Regions from separate parts of the Culex quinquefasciatus genome. Here region 2 is linked to region 1. A link is a contact called in public Hi-C data. All regions are on one chromosome and are shown on one strand. Each heading gives the region's core, a stretch centred on a gene start, on an enhancer-like site or on the middle of the called end of the contact. The rest is flanking DNA. Distances are from core to core; before and after follow the strand shown. Region 1 holds the start of LOC6052936. Region 2 holds the start of LOC6048478 (BLOC-1-related complex subunit 5).

What was found. A called contact is a pair of places that touch in the nucleus more often than the background predicts.
Region 2: a contact with region 1 is called in a Hi-C map of whole body, with 6 times the contacts expected there. The contact joins the promoter of LOC6048478 here to the promoter of LOC6052936 in region 1. A contact is called at or near these places in 2 of 2 Hi-C or Micro-C datasets (both in whole body).

The regions. Positions count from the first base shown.
Region 1 is chr1:100,784,065-100,791,465 of VPISU_Cqui_1.0_pri_paternal, forward strand. It overlaps LOC6052936, which reads left to right and starts at 2,876. Exons shown (of 8, transcript XM_038266873.1): 1 at 2,876-3,028.
Region 2 is chr1:100,947,391-100,954,791 of VPISU_Cqui_1.0_pri_paternal, forward strand. LOC6048478 (BLOC-1-related complex subunit 5) reads right to left here and starts at 3,198. Exons shown (of 5, transcript XM_038255156.1): 1 at 3,022-3,198. LOC6048477 reads left to right here and starts at 141. Exons shown (of 6, transcript XM_001865353.2): 1 at 141-432; 2 at 725-1,360; 3 at 1,417-1,680; 4 at 1,743-1,840; 5 at 1,896-2,018; 6 at 3,339-3,739. The coding sequence starts at 225. The coding sequence ends at 3,710. LOC6048476 (glycosaminoglycan xylosylkinase homolog) reads right to left here and starts at 5,380. Exons shown (of 4, transcript XM_001865352.2): 1 at 4,885-5,380; 2 at 4,471-4,828; 3 at 4,005-4,410; 4 at 3,722-3,945. The coding sequence starts at 5,238. The coding sequence ends at 3,744. LOC6048472 (transmembrane channel-like protein 5) reads right to left here. Exons shown (of 6, transcript XM_038251636.1): 5 at 6,208-7,217; 6 at 5,949-6,147. The coding sequence ends at 6,101.

The sequences.
Region 1 (7,401 bases), core at 1,626-4,125:
AGTCTTGTTTTAACACCTACTTCAAGCCTATTAAATAAAAAAGTCATGTTTGTTCTAGAAATTCCAAAATAAAAATGACTTGTGTGCTGTCCCATATGCAAAATAAAGGCAAGTCAGTTCTTGTTTAGAAATGTCTCACAAATCGATAAAAAATGTGTATTTTTTTAAACAACTCACAGATTATGTCTCTAAGAGCCTGTTGAACTTAAAAATACTGTAGTTGTTGATATTTAATTAATATTCATAGATTTTTAAGAGTAATACTTGATACCCATTCTGCCTTTTTCCTCATGCAAGTGACAACCACGGTTAGAATATAAACTACATACCATTGTAACAATTTAAGAAAAAAATCAGTTATGTTCCTTATTGGTTGGTTGGTCCTGGTTCTGGATGAGGTTTATCTTCCAACGCAGATTTTAAGGGTCCATATGCTGAGACGTGCATTCATATATCTCCTCTCACGGCAGCGAAAGAAATTGACTGTCTTGTCCCGGGTAAAGTTTCATACTCAGGAATTTTACTAAAACTATTCGTCATATAAGATTAACCTGAAATCAACATACTTTTAGATATTTAATATAAAATATTTCAAAAATTACCACAACAAACCAACAAATGACAGGTAAATTTCTGTTGTAAATGTTTAAGCCTACCTTGATAACCTGACAGACTTGCCTTTATTGGTGGACAAATAAAGTCAGGTCAGTCCCAGCACGAAAATTTACCAAATTAACCTGTAAATTTTAGCTTTTTAAAGTTAAATTTGGGGTAGGTGTATTTTTTGAACCAGTATTGAATTAATTGTTGAAAACACTATTGAAAATTTGTTGATTAAAAATGTAAAAAAGGTGTAACATTTTTTGAGCTTCACATGGCGTTATCGCAGCACTCACTTTTTACATATGGGACGGACTAGATTCGAGCGGCAGTTCAGAAGTTTCTAGAATATCTTTTAAATTGTTTCTATTTTTTTTTATTTTTCATGAACTTCATAAGTTTCTTGAATGTCTTTTTAATTGGTTTTTTTTTATTTTTAAAATTTATATTTTTTTTTATTTTAGCTACTTTGTTGATTTTAAGAAAAATTTCAAAACTTCTTAAATCTTCGAATATCTTGATTTTTTTAAATTGATGTTTTGAATTCTTAGATCTTCTTAAATTTGTTGAATTTCTAGAATTCTTAAATTCTTTTAATATTTGAAGTTATAATTTTTTTTTGATGATTTGTTTCTATTTTCTCAAATGTAGCACCCGATTTGTGTGGAAGTTTGACAGTTCGCTCCAAATGAAACACATTGTGTACCACTAATTGCGTCGGTTACTCCACTTCTTGAAATACATGCTTTTTTTAATAGACAAATCCAGCAAAAGCTCCACGCTGCTTATTGATGGTGAGAGATTTGACAGCTCCCATACTAAATGTCTGGATTTTCATACTTTTTGTTAATTTTCTTTTAAAATAAAACACTTAACATATGAAAACTATATAGTTTTGGTGCCCAAAATTCCTGCTGAATCGAATGATGTACTTATCTCGATTGCAAATTTTTCGAACAGTTTTTATTTTGATATTATTCTAGACACATTTTGTGCACCTAATCAATCAATACTTTTATCATAAATAATCATTTTATTGCTTAAAAATTGAGTTTTCCTGAGCTCCCATATTAAAATACATGGAAGCTGTCATTTCTAACACCATTGGCCACCTAGCGGCCATTTCAAATTGGATTCGTCTATTCCTTCTTTAATTTTTTTAATTTCCTATTTTTTCAGAAGTTTTTTTTTATTTTTAAAAATTTATGAATTTTTGGACCATGATTTTCTTGAAATTCTTGGTTTTTTTTCGACTTCTGACAGCCTGGATATTTTGCCACCGGAAGCGACCAATTGGGACAATTCCACCAAAAGTAAGAATATTTGTATGATAAAATAGGGTGAACATGACTGCCCGAACGCACGAGTGTTTAAATGTCAGCAAACTTTTTCTTTTTAACAAAATTCTACTTGTTTCCTTAAATGCTGCAAAAGTTTGGCTGTTTATAAAACGGCTTAAATCTCATTTAGCTCATGTTTAGGTTTCGGGCTCAGTTCGTCCAACGAAAACAAGCCCCTGAATTAAAGGTCAATAGGTAATTATACAAAATGGCACCCTTTACTCAATGTAACCAAAAAAGCACGTGTGACAAGATTGCATTATCACTTGATTAAGATCAGTATTTCGAATCCAAAACTTTACGCGACACTTCTTTGCTTATTTTTTTTTGCAAAAGGATAAAATTTGCAATCGGATTTGACCTGAAATAATGAATGTAATCGGTCTTCAACATAGGATTGAATTCAGGTTTTTTTGAATGATACATATTTCTTCAAAGGAGAAATTTTAACGTTATAGATTTTTAAAGAATCTAAAGCTTCCTTGCCTTGGAATACACTGTAAACAAGCAAGATTTCGTTGAGTAAACTCATAATTACAGTTACAACAACACAACGTCGACAAAACATCTCTGTTTACATTTACTGAAAAAAGATGCAACTTACCTCTTAGGTTTGCACACAATAAGGAACTTTTCGAAACAACACACTTAGTACACGAAAGTATTTTTTTGTGCTAATAAGTTACTAACTAAAAATCTAACTTACAAAACATTACAAAGCACATGATTAAACAATAGTTATTCTCTCTATTCGTCCAACTTCCAACCGAAACAAACCTCACCGCTATGGTAACAATACTGGCTGCGTCCGTCCGTCCGTTACACAGATTCATAGAAAGACCCATGCAGCAAAAGTGTCAGGAGTGCAATGACTGTCATACTGCTGCGATGATTTTTAAGGAGCATCAGCTGTCAAGAAAACATGAAACAGCAAAACACTGGAGCGCTGGAATAATAACAAGCGAAATAAACTCTTCCAAAACATTCCTACCACCTTGCAGTGGGGGACCTTGAGTCAGTCAGTGTCTATGGTCAAGGTGTTTCGGTTCGCGTTTTTAAAGTTCTGAAAGTGGTGCGGAAGTTTTGATGTAATATTTTTTTAACTACGAATCTCAGTCCAAATTTAGCATTATTCATAAGGAATATTTTGTGTACAAGGCTTGTCAAAAGGGTTAAAAACATTGATTAAATAAATAAACCCACGGATTTCATAACCACATGTCATGAGTCAGCAAAAGGGTGAATATGATACCATTGATTCAGCAGATTTATTAATACGTGGTCGGAGAACCTAACAAATTGTCTCAGTCATGCATTTAATGAAGGAAAACTCTACTATTTCAACCAATAATAAACATCATCAACATCACGTTACGGTATTAAATATTAAAAATCAGATCAGATCTCAAGAAGCCCTACAATTCGGCTCTAGAAATGAACTTTTTCAGTAAAATCGTCGTAGACCCACCCTGATGTGTGTGGTTCGACTCAAAATCGAAAACGTCGACTCAAAATCGAAAACGTGGGTGTATTTTTTTTATGTATTTTGTCATAAGTACAGGTAAAATTACATAAAAAGAGGAATTCCGTAAAATGTTATCCTTTAAGGTGAGCTTTTTTTTCAGCGTAAATTTCAATCAAAGAAACCAATTGGGTCCCAAAATTAAGCTTAAATTGGTAGTATTATTGTTTACAACGTTGAAGATTATTTTTCTGAATACAATAACCCTTTGTACGACCGCATAGGATCTAAAATGATTTTTTTATCGATTCAAAAAAAAATCGAAGCCCTTCTTGACAGAAAGCATCCTACTTGACAGCTCGTTCCAAGGGGACCATAGTTGACCCATCTTAAGATGTTGTCTTGTCAAAAAAGTGATCAGAAATGTTTTTTAATCGTGTTTTTTACCGTTGTACATAAAATTTGTACATAAAAGCCCATATTTTCGGACACTATGAGCCAGTGTGGATTTGTTACGAAGCAGTCTGTTCTGCTGACAGTGAGTGTTAGCTTTTTTTCAAAAAGCACGATAGACTGCTGCCTTTATAGCAAATTTTCTGAACCTTAGAAAAAATCAGAAATGGTCACAAACTTTTTTTAAAAATTGAATAACTTCAAACAGAGCGTAATTATATATAAACCGAACAGTACATTTAATTGAACAAAATCTTGTTGAGTTTGTTCATTTATTATTTTTTCAGAGCAATTTCAAAAAATAGTTCCAAAAATTTAGGAAAATGTATATTTCCGCTTGAATTTCGGGAATTCCTGGGAAGTTTAGAAATTTCCCGGGAAACGGGAAATATTTTTTTTTTCAGGAAATACCCGGAATTTTTTCCCGGGACGGGAAATTGGACGCTCTAACTTCAAATATTACGCTGAAATCGAATTTACAGTGACTATACCTTGAAAACGAAACAATTTATGAAAATATCTGATTAATTAAAAAAATTAGGTCAAAAGATTGTACATATGTATGAATTTTTTTTCCCAGAAATCACTATATCACACAGCAAAATATTTGACGATATTTCTCTATGACTTTAAAGTGAGTAGTTTTTGTCCCCTAAAACACATAAAAATTTCAAAAAATAAACAGATATTGGGAAAATAAGCTTTTGTGAAAAAATGGCAACCGTCCATACAAAAATGATTTATAAAAATACTAAAATTTAATCTTTGGAAGGAATTTTTTGATCGATTTGGTGACTTCGGAAAAATTGTAGGAATTGATAAGGACTACACCGAAAAAAAATGATACATGGTATTTTTTTGTGATTTAAAATTTAGCTTTTTGTTATTAAAACTTGATTTGCAAAAAATCACTATTTTTATTTTGTATATATGTTTTATGGGCCATAAAATGCCAACTATTCTGAAATTTCCAGGTTGTGCAAAAATCTTTGACCGAGTTATAAATTTTGGAATCAATCCAGATTTTTTTGGAAAATCGAAATTTTTAACTGAATTTTTCGATGTAAATTTGAATTTGCAATCAAAAAGTACCATAGTGAAATTTTGATAAAGTGCACCGTTTTCAAGTTAAAGCAATTCTTAGGTAACTTTTATGAAAATTGTAGCAGTTTTTAATTTTTTTAAATCAGTGCACATGTTTGCCCACTTTTGAAAAAATATTTTCTCAGTCGATATCTCAGCAACTATAGGTCCGATTTACAATGTTAAAATATGAAAAATTCGTGAAATTTTCCGATCTTTTCGAAAAAAATACATTCAAAATTTTTGAACCAAGACTAATATTTTAAAAGGGCGTAACATTGAATATTTGGCCCTTTTGAAATGTTAGTTTCGATTTAAAAATTTGGAAATATTGTTTTCGAAAAGATCGGAAAATTTCACGAATGTTTCATATTTTAATATTGTAAATCGGACCATTGGTTGCTGAGGTATCGACGTTAGAAAATGATGGGTTGTTTGGGTAAGACTTAGATAACATAAATTTTCATGTTTTTAAAGCTTTGCATGGCAATATCTCAGCAACTTAGAGAATTTTTTCAGCTACTCAAAAATATTTTTTTCAAAAGTGTGCAAAAATGTGTACTAATTTAAAAACATGAAAAAACTGCGACTATTTTCTAAAAAGTTACCTAAGAATGGCTTTAACTTGAAAACGGTGCCTCTTACCAAAATTTCACTTCCAGTACTTTTTGATTGCAAATTTGATTTTACAACAAAAATGAAGTTGAAAATTTTTTGCGACCAATATTTTGATTTTTTTTAAGAAATCAGTATTGATTAAAAAAATTATAACTCGGTCAAAGATTTTTTGCACAACCTGGAAATTTCTGAAATGTTGGCATTTGATCAAGTCAAGTTTGATCAAGTTTGAGTGACAAAGAGTTAAATAAAAAATCACCTATTTTTTACCGTGTTTTATTTTTTTCAGTGTAGTCCGTATCTATACCTACAGTTTTGCCCAAAACAACAAATCGGTTAAAAAATTCATTCAAAAGATACAGATTTTTGAATTTTCATACATCGTTTTTGTATGACCAGCTGCCAAATTTGTATGGAAAATTAAATGAATAAACTAATGATGCAAAATGGCTTCTTTGGGCAAACCGAAGGCACCAAAAAAGTTTCAGTCGGATTAAAAAATACAAAAAAATAAAAAAAAAATAATACTGATTTCGTAGAGAATTGCTCTAGTTGAAGTTTCAGTTGACAAAATTGCCGGATTAAACTTTTTTGGTGCCTTCGGTATACCCAAAGAATCCATTTAGCTTCATTAGTTTTTCCATATAATTTTCCATACAAATTTGGCAGCCGTCCATACAAAAATAATACACTCAACCCCCGGTGGTTGGTCACTGTTTCGTTTGACACTTTTTTAGTTTGTACCCCGTTGGTTGGTCAAAGTCAAACTAAAAAGTGACGAACTGTCACTTTTTACACAGCGCTCACGCACACTATCAAAACAAACGTTTGGTAGTGTGTGTGAACTTCGTGTAAAAGGGGTGTCAAACTAAAACGTGACCCCGTTCGTTTGACAACAGTTGGTGTCAAACCATCGGGGTTTGAGTGTATATAAAAATTAAAAATCAGTATCTTTTGAAGGAATTTTTTGATCGATCCGGCAAAGTTGTAGATAATATTTTTTGGTGATTTTTAATTTCGCTTTTTGTTACTAAAACTTGATTTGCAAAAATCACTATTTTTATTATACATAAAATGCCAACGTTTCAGAAATTTCCAGAATGTTCAAAAAATCTTCGACCGAGTTATAAACTTTTGAATCAATACTGATTTTTTCAAAAAATCGAAATTTTGGTCGCAAAAAGTTTTCAACTTCATTTTTGATGTAAAATCGAATTTGCAATTAAAAAGTACTTATGTGAAATTTTGATAAAGTGCATCGTCTTTAGGTTATAGCCATTTTTAGGTATTTTTTTTTTGAAAATAGTCGCAGTTATTAATTTTTTAAATTAGATATTGCCATGCAAAGATATTAAAACAGGAAAATTGAGGTTTTCAAAGTTTCACCCAAACAATCCACCATTTTCTAATGTCGATATCTCAGCATCTAATGGTCCGATTTACAATGTTAAAATATGAAATTCACTGACGTGAACAGGATACACACTTTGTATACAAACTCGTTTTGACCGCTACAAAATTGTTTTGATTTACTTATAACTTTTGACGGTGTTGTCAGATTTCAAATACTCACTTCCATTTGAAAATATTACGGTAATTATGTTGAAAAGCATTTGTACACATAACGACAAAGTACGAAATAACGTAATCACTTGGGGGAAATATGTCTATTTTTATCACATATCTATTTTTGGTCTTCACAAGAACTTTCACCATGATATTAGTTGAAATAACGGAATGTCAGTTCAACTCTAATATCTGTCAGTCGAAGTGACTGTCTTAATAAAAAGCAAAATTGTGATTAAAAAAAAAAAAGATTTCATAAACATACCTTAAAATTCACCA
Region 2 (7,401 bases), core at 1,948-4,447, 160 kb after region 1:
TGCCTCTAGAAACAGTATAACCCTGCTTGTTTGACAAATTCGAACAGTGTGGTGACGATTAATCTGTCGAATGTCACTGTCAGACCACCCGGGTCCCACTGTACCTCTCCCTGCCGAAACATTGCACCGGAACAGCTCATCTCTTTTTGATGACAGGAAAAAATGAGCGTTGAGGACAGGTGTCGCAATCAGTTTGGCGTCGGTTCGGAACGCGTCAAGGTGTGATGGGGAAGTGGCTTCCGTTGGTTGGGCTGGGCTTGGCCGTCCTGGCGGTGGGTTTGGCCAAAGATGGACGGTTCTTGCAGGAGAATGAAATCGGTGGAGCGGATCAGGAAGATGACGGCGAAGGTGATCGAGAGGAGTTGTTGGCGCGGGAGTTGATCGGCAATCAGGTGGAACTGTTGGTGAACCGTTCCGGGGTGGATGTGGCAGGTATTAAGACAGGGTTGGGGAAGGGTTGTTGGCTTGTTGTTTTTGATTGAGAATTAGATGAAAAAATGTTGCGAAGCGTACTCACGTGTGAACAAGCGTGGTCAAGCCACAGCGGTTGTTCAATGGTTATCAGAGTGGAGAAATTGTTGCAATGTTTAATGGGAGATCGAAAGTTAATATGAGAGAGAAACACAATCGACCAACAAGATCGGTGTGTGTCGGTGTCGGTGTCTCATAAGATTGATTAGGTATTTAAAAAAAGTTTATTTGGGAAAATTTCCATAAATTCTAGAACTAATCAGAACCAACAATGGCGGTCTCCAAAACATGCCGTCGGAACGTCTCCGCCTGCGAGACATTATCGGTCGCAGTCAGCTGCAGTACATCGACTACAAGGTGGAGTACGGCTTGCGGTACGACCCAAAACTGGCCGCTAGACAGTCACAGCCACCGCGGTCACAACCTCCCGTTGCATCAGCAAGTTACGGCGCCAACAGCATCGACGAAAGCGACATCAAAGCGGATTCGTCCATTCCGTTGGTGGTCGTTTCTACCGGTGGCAACAGAACCTGGTTCGCCGTCAAGGACAACGTAACGACCTTCGCGAGTTCACCCGTCCAGAACGTGATGCGACCTCCGACGAGGGTCGAGCAGACGCTGGACTTGCTGGGTGATCGACTGAAGAAGCTGCTGTTGAACAGTTTTGTGCCGAACTCGACCGAGTCCAGGGTGATCGAGAAGCTCAAGTCTCCGCTGACACTGTTTAGCCTGTTCAACGTAGTCAACTTTGAGAATGCTCCGTGCGTAGCACGGCAGGGTAATTTGGGCAGTCCGTTGCAAGGGATCTGCTATCACGAGGTGCAGTGCAGCCAGCTGGGTGGAGTTCCGATGGATGTGTGTGCCGGAGGGTTCGGAGTTTGCTGTGTCTGTGAGTTGTGCTTGCTATTATTCGAACTAGTTTCCCTTGAAAACCTCTTTTTCAAGTCCAATTAGGATGCAACGACCAGACGGCCCAGAACATCAGCTACTTCCAGAGTCCGGGCTATCCGACGGCGGTCCGGACCAAACTGACGTGCAGCCTGACGGTGGCGCTGCGCTGGAACACGCGCCAGGTGCTGCTGGAGCTCATCTTCTTCGAGATGGGACCCCCGCGGGAGGGCAACTGTCTGGAGGATCAGCTGATCGTGACGGTGCAGAACACTCACCGAACGTATCCGATCCTGTGCGGGATCAACAGTGGGCAGCACTGTGAGTTGGGCATGATTTCCCGTGTGAAATCTACGTGAAATTAATGCTACGTTTTTGTTCAGTGTACCTACAGGTGGATCGAGAGTATTCTCACTTTTTGTACTTGACAGCGGTTTCAAACTCGGATGAGCCGAAGGCGTTCAATATTAGAATTATTCAAGTGAGTTGGAATCGCAATTTTGCGATCTTTATAAATGAAAACATTTAAATTTAAGCTTTCAGAGCTTCAAGCACCCGAAGGGTGTTTACAGTACTTCACTGGGGTAAATGGTTACATCAAATCCTTCAACTACGATGACCATTCGGTGCTTGTTACGCGCAGGGAGCCAGGATACTTGGTAAGTTCTGAAAGATTAGTTTGACCTAATGTTAGATGGAACCTGATGTCAGTTTTGACTTGATTTTAATTTTGACTAGATGTCAATTTTAATTAGATGTCAACCTGATGTCAGTTTTGACCTGATGTCAGTTCTTACCTGATGTCAGTTCTAACCTGATGTCAGTTCTAATCTGATGTCAGTTCTAACCTGATGTCAGATTTGACTTGATGTCAGTTTTGACCTGATGTCAGTTTTGACTTCATTGCAGTTTGAACCTGACGTCAGTCAATTTGACCTGATGTCAGTTTTAACAAGATGTCAGTTTTGACCTGATGACATCTTTGACCTGAAGTCAGCTTTGACCTGATGTCAGTTCTAGCCTGATGTTAGATTTTACTTGATGTCAATTTCAACCTGATGTCAGTTTTGACTTGATGTCAGTTTTGACCTGATGATGGTTCAACCTGATGTCAGTTTTGACTTGATGTCAGTTTTGACCTGATGATGGATTTGACCTGATGTCAGATTTGACTTGATGTCAGTTTTAACCAAATGTCAGTTTTGTCCTGATGACTTCTTTGACCTAATGTCAGCTTTGACCTGATGTAGGTTTCGACCTGATATACGTTTTAACCTGATATCAGTTTTGGTTTGATTTGAGTTTTGACCTGACGTCAGTTTACCGCCTGATGTCGATTCTGTACTGATGTCAGTTTTGACCTGTTCTCAATAAGACCTGATGGAAGCTGATAAAAGCAAATTTTTTATTACATTTTTACTTAAAGGCTACTGTCAATTGTTTTTGTTAAAAACATAAATAAACATAAAAAGGTAATCCAAGGCAAATCAAAAGAAACGTAATGAATTTGTAAACAAAGAGTTTATTCTGCTGACGTCAGTTTCTGTTTACAAGTTTTAAGTAAAATATATTTAAAGAACATTGTAAACCTTTAATCAATAACTAAACATAAATTACTGCTGCAACTGTATCAAGTTCAATCAAGTTATTGTTTGTTCCTACCTTGACAGCACTTTTCAGTCAAACTATCAGCAAACACTAAATTTCATTGCACCACAAAACATCTCAAAGAATCTTCATTTTAATCAAAATTTTACGAAAAACTATTTTTTCATTCCCAACACTGATAACACGGTGATAAACACTTTGCAGTCGTCTGAAGGCTGCAATACGTAAACAAAACAAAACAAAATACAGCAACCTGTCAAAATTCAGACCTGCGATGTTTTTCCGCACTGTGTTTGACACTTTGGCTGCGTGCTTTCACCATTGGTCAAGTGTTGCCAATCGGATCGCAATTTCGATTACTTTCATTTCAGAACAACCTCAACTACGCCATCTGCATCCGACGAACGCCCAACTTTTGCTCGACGACCTTTTCGAACGTGAACGAGTACGGCGAGGAGAACGCGTTTCAGTTGGTCAACTTTGACGAAGATGGCGCCAGCTTGACGCGCCCAAATACAGCTGGCGTTGAGATATACAACTGTCCGGACGACTTTGTGGCGCTCAACTATCTGCGGCTGTGCGGCGAACGGCTCAACGACGGTGCCACCAGCGAGGACTACGGTCAGAACGCGCCGGTCGTGGACGACAGCGGCGGGCCGATCGTGGTGCCGTTCCGGTCCAACGAGGAGCTCGTGGGACGGGGGTTCAAGCTGATGTACAAGCAGGAGATTTGTCAGAGTTAATAAAGATGGGGTTTTGGTTGGTTTTAAAATGTTTTATTTTAAAATTTTGCTGCCATACTTTTCGCGGCACAGCTCTACCGTGGCGTAGATCAACAGAAGTCGGCGTTCCAGGCCGATGTAGTGCTCTTTGGTTAACAGGGGGTTCAACAGATCTATTTGATTCAACTCGCGCAGAGTTTCGGTTAGGGCACCGCCGGAGAACATCAGAAGGCGCTCCCACGTGGTCCGGCGGATCCTGAAATGGTTTGACAGCTGTCAGAATTGAGATTTTTGACGTTTGGCGGTTGGACTCACATGCAACACTGGTAAAGTGGGGCTAGGATGTCAAAGTGATCTTTGAACGCGTTCCCGAAGCCCTTCCCGTTGTCCATCAGCAAGACCCGATCCTCCCTGGTCTCGTAGTGATGCCGGTCGCCATTTTGGATCAGGAAATCGAACACCGCTGCGTCGATCAGGTCCAGCAATCGCTCCAGCGGAAGTTGTTCCTTGACCTTCGCGCAGTACCCATCGTTCCGCTCCCATTCAGCACTTACCCCGTTTTGGTAGGTTCGCTGCCAGGGTGATCGATACTTGGCGAACTTTCCCGGAATGATCAGCAGCAAAGCCCCCTCCAAGGTTCCCCCTTCCGAGCTGTCACAAACGGTTTCGCTCTGCCGGCAGTAATGACACTTTCCGTAGACACATTGTCGCGTATCGTTTTCTAAAAATAAGGTTTGATCGTAAAAAGGTAATAAAATGTAGAATTTCAGCGTGATTTTACTGATCATCGTCGCTCGCAGCTCGTCGTCAGCTATTGCGTAGATCTCCGTGAGAGAGACTTTCCTACCCACGACAATCGGAGTCCACCGCAGGTTCAGAATCGCTCCCAGATGAAACGCCACGACCTCGGAGTTGTGTCGATCTTTGCCGGAGTAGACCGGGCCCTCAAGCCTAGCATCTCTACCGTACCAGCTCGGCTTGAACAGAACGGACTGCTTCCCGGCCAAATCAAAGACTAGTTTCAGCTGCGTTCCCCGAGGAGTATTCCTGGCCCGCAGAATCTGGGCCTCCTGGAGAGCCCGTATCACCTTCCCAATCTTCTCATCCTTCTGAGGGAAGATCTCATTCCCACTGGGCCACTAAAACAAAACCGTCGATCATTCTTGAGCCCCAAACCGAACCTGAACCAACTCACCCCGCTGGCAATCTTCCACACCGTCGATATGTTGTACCCTTTGGCTCCAAACGACCTCACCAACCCGCGCTTCACCGGATCGTACCTTGGATTCCGGTTCTTGAACACCGTCTTCAACTTAACAACCCGCGTTTCGACCAGCAGCTGAATCGACGCGGTCCGTCCCACCACCTTCATCAATGCATCACTCTCATTCACCGCTGGAACCAAACTTCTCGAGTGAACCTGCGCCGGAACGGGATGTTCCTGGTCCACGGCGAGCCACCGGATGAAGTAAAAGTTGGTGCTGAATATCAGCAGGACTAGCAGGGCGACCAATGTCAACAGCAGGTACAGGCGGTGGCGTTTTGTCATCGTTGAGGCCGGTCGGGGCCTCCGGAACGAATCCGCCGCGGGGGGTTCATGCGATGAGGTTGGTCTGGTGTTTTTGTTGTGGTGTGGCAGGCAGCGCGAACGAGACTGAATGTTTTGATGGCGTGCTGAGAAGACAATTTGGCGTGTTTTTGTTTTGACAGATAGGTAAACAAAAAGGGGGTTGAAGAGGAACAGTGGTAGAAATAAATATTGTCTGAGGTCAAAAAATTGAATGGCTCTAACAAAAATAATTACAATCTGGCAGCACTGCCAAAAAATCTTAATATTGATTTTCGAACAAACAAAACAAACAAAAAAGACAACATCCAACTGAGGTTAGATTAGTTAACGTTTCAGTGTCTTGGTTTCTTCTAATGCGGACTTCATAAAGAAGGACAGAAGGCACTTGTAGGATAAATATGGTCAGAAAAATATATTTCACACAAGCCCACCAACAAATGTAAAAAATTGTTCAAGATACACTTGCAACATTTTTGTTTCCTACTAAATGAAATCAGTTAAGATTATGATCATTTTCGTTGATTTGGGAAGATCATCCAAAAGGAAAGAAGTATTCAAACAAACGCGGTTTTGGTTGAAAGGCTCCGTCAGCATCCTAGCTTCGGCAGACATGTACTGTGCACTTTGAATGATTCAGTTTATATGTCATTATGAATAAGGGAATTTCTCTATTCTCAACACAAACGTCGCTTTTAAGTGCGAAACACTTTCAAATGTATTGGATAACGTGTAAAATAAATATAAATATCGCATAATACTGAGTTGCCTCAGAACTCTATCGTGTCTTAATTTCATTAAGGAGATACATAACTTTAGGAAGCAAACATTCCGCGATCGCTGCTTAAAACCGCCTCATCCGCACTCGTTCCTCGGTGAACTCGTCGATGCCTGAAGAAAAAATCAGAACTTCAAATCCTCAATCCGCAGAAAACGACCCCCTCGACTTACGCTGATAGCCGGAACTGGTCGGACCCTCCTCATCACCCGCGTGCAGCACCGAGTTCCCGCTAATCTTGCGGGGACTGTCCGCGTACCGCCAGGTGGCACTCGGATCGCTGTAGTACTTGTCGGCACTGTTCTTCCTCCCGTTCAGCAAATCCTTGTCAAAGTTCCACTCCTTTCCACGTGTTATCTTGCTAATGTTTGCCAACAGGAACTCTTTATCTTTTGCTTCCATGCACAGGAGTTCTTTAAGAAGCTTGACTTTGGCGATTTGAGCTTTAGATTTGGCGCGCAGGTAGTACGTGATGACGCCCATGGTCAGCAGGACGCCGCCGATGATGGCCGGTTTGGTGACGTAGACGAAGATTTTCCAGAAGATGTGCTCTTGCCTTAGCTTGAGGATGCCCTCCATGAAGAGCTTGTACATGTACTGGTTGCCTCGGAACGGTCCGCAAACGTCACTGACGGGAACCTTGGTCATGATGTACGCGTGGGTTATGATGACGCCGAAGATCGAGACGAACACCAGAACCAAGAAGAGGGTTTGAGTCTGGCTGGAGCGCCACAGCTTGCTCGGCGGTTTGCAGAAGTATATCAGGCTGAGCTTCTTGACGTAAAACATGAGGAACAGCTTGACGGCCACGATCACGCACAGCATCGGCGAGAAGAGCAGCCCGAACCAGAGCAGCGTCTGGTTGTAGACCAGTCCGAGACTGTTGCTGGTGAGGCAGAACTCGGGCAGCGAGATTGAGCGGCTGTAGAAGCGGTTGGCGGCGTAGCGCGTGCCCTGTAGGAAGGTCAGGAACAGAACGGAGACGACGAAGTCTATTACGATGAGGCGGTAGATTTCCTGCCCGATGGCGGTCTCCCAGCAGCCCTCGTAGGGTCGGGTGAGCCAGTAGAACATCAGGACGCCGACGATGCACAGCTGCAGCAGGAAGTTGCGCAGGAGGTTGATGTTGAGCGCCGTTGAGGAGCGGTGGTAGTCTTCGATTCTGGAAGGGGAGATGTTTGGACTAGGGGAAGCGGATTAAGATTTGTGGCATCGGCGCACCCCTTGACGGCCTCACCAACACAACCGCACGGATGCGCGAGCTGTCAGGACAAGAAGTGTCGCAGCGACGAACCGTTACACACGTCGCGATAATCGCTCTCGGATTAACAATAAAATTAGTTAAACTAAAACCGCTTAAGTAATCG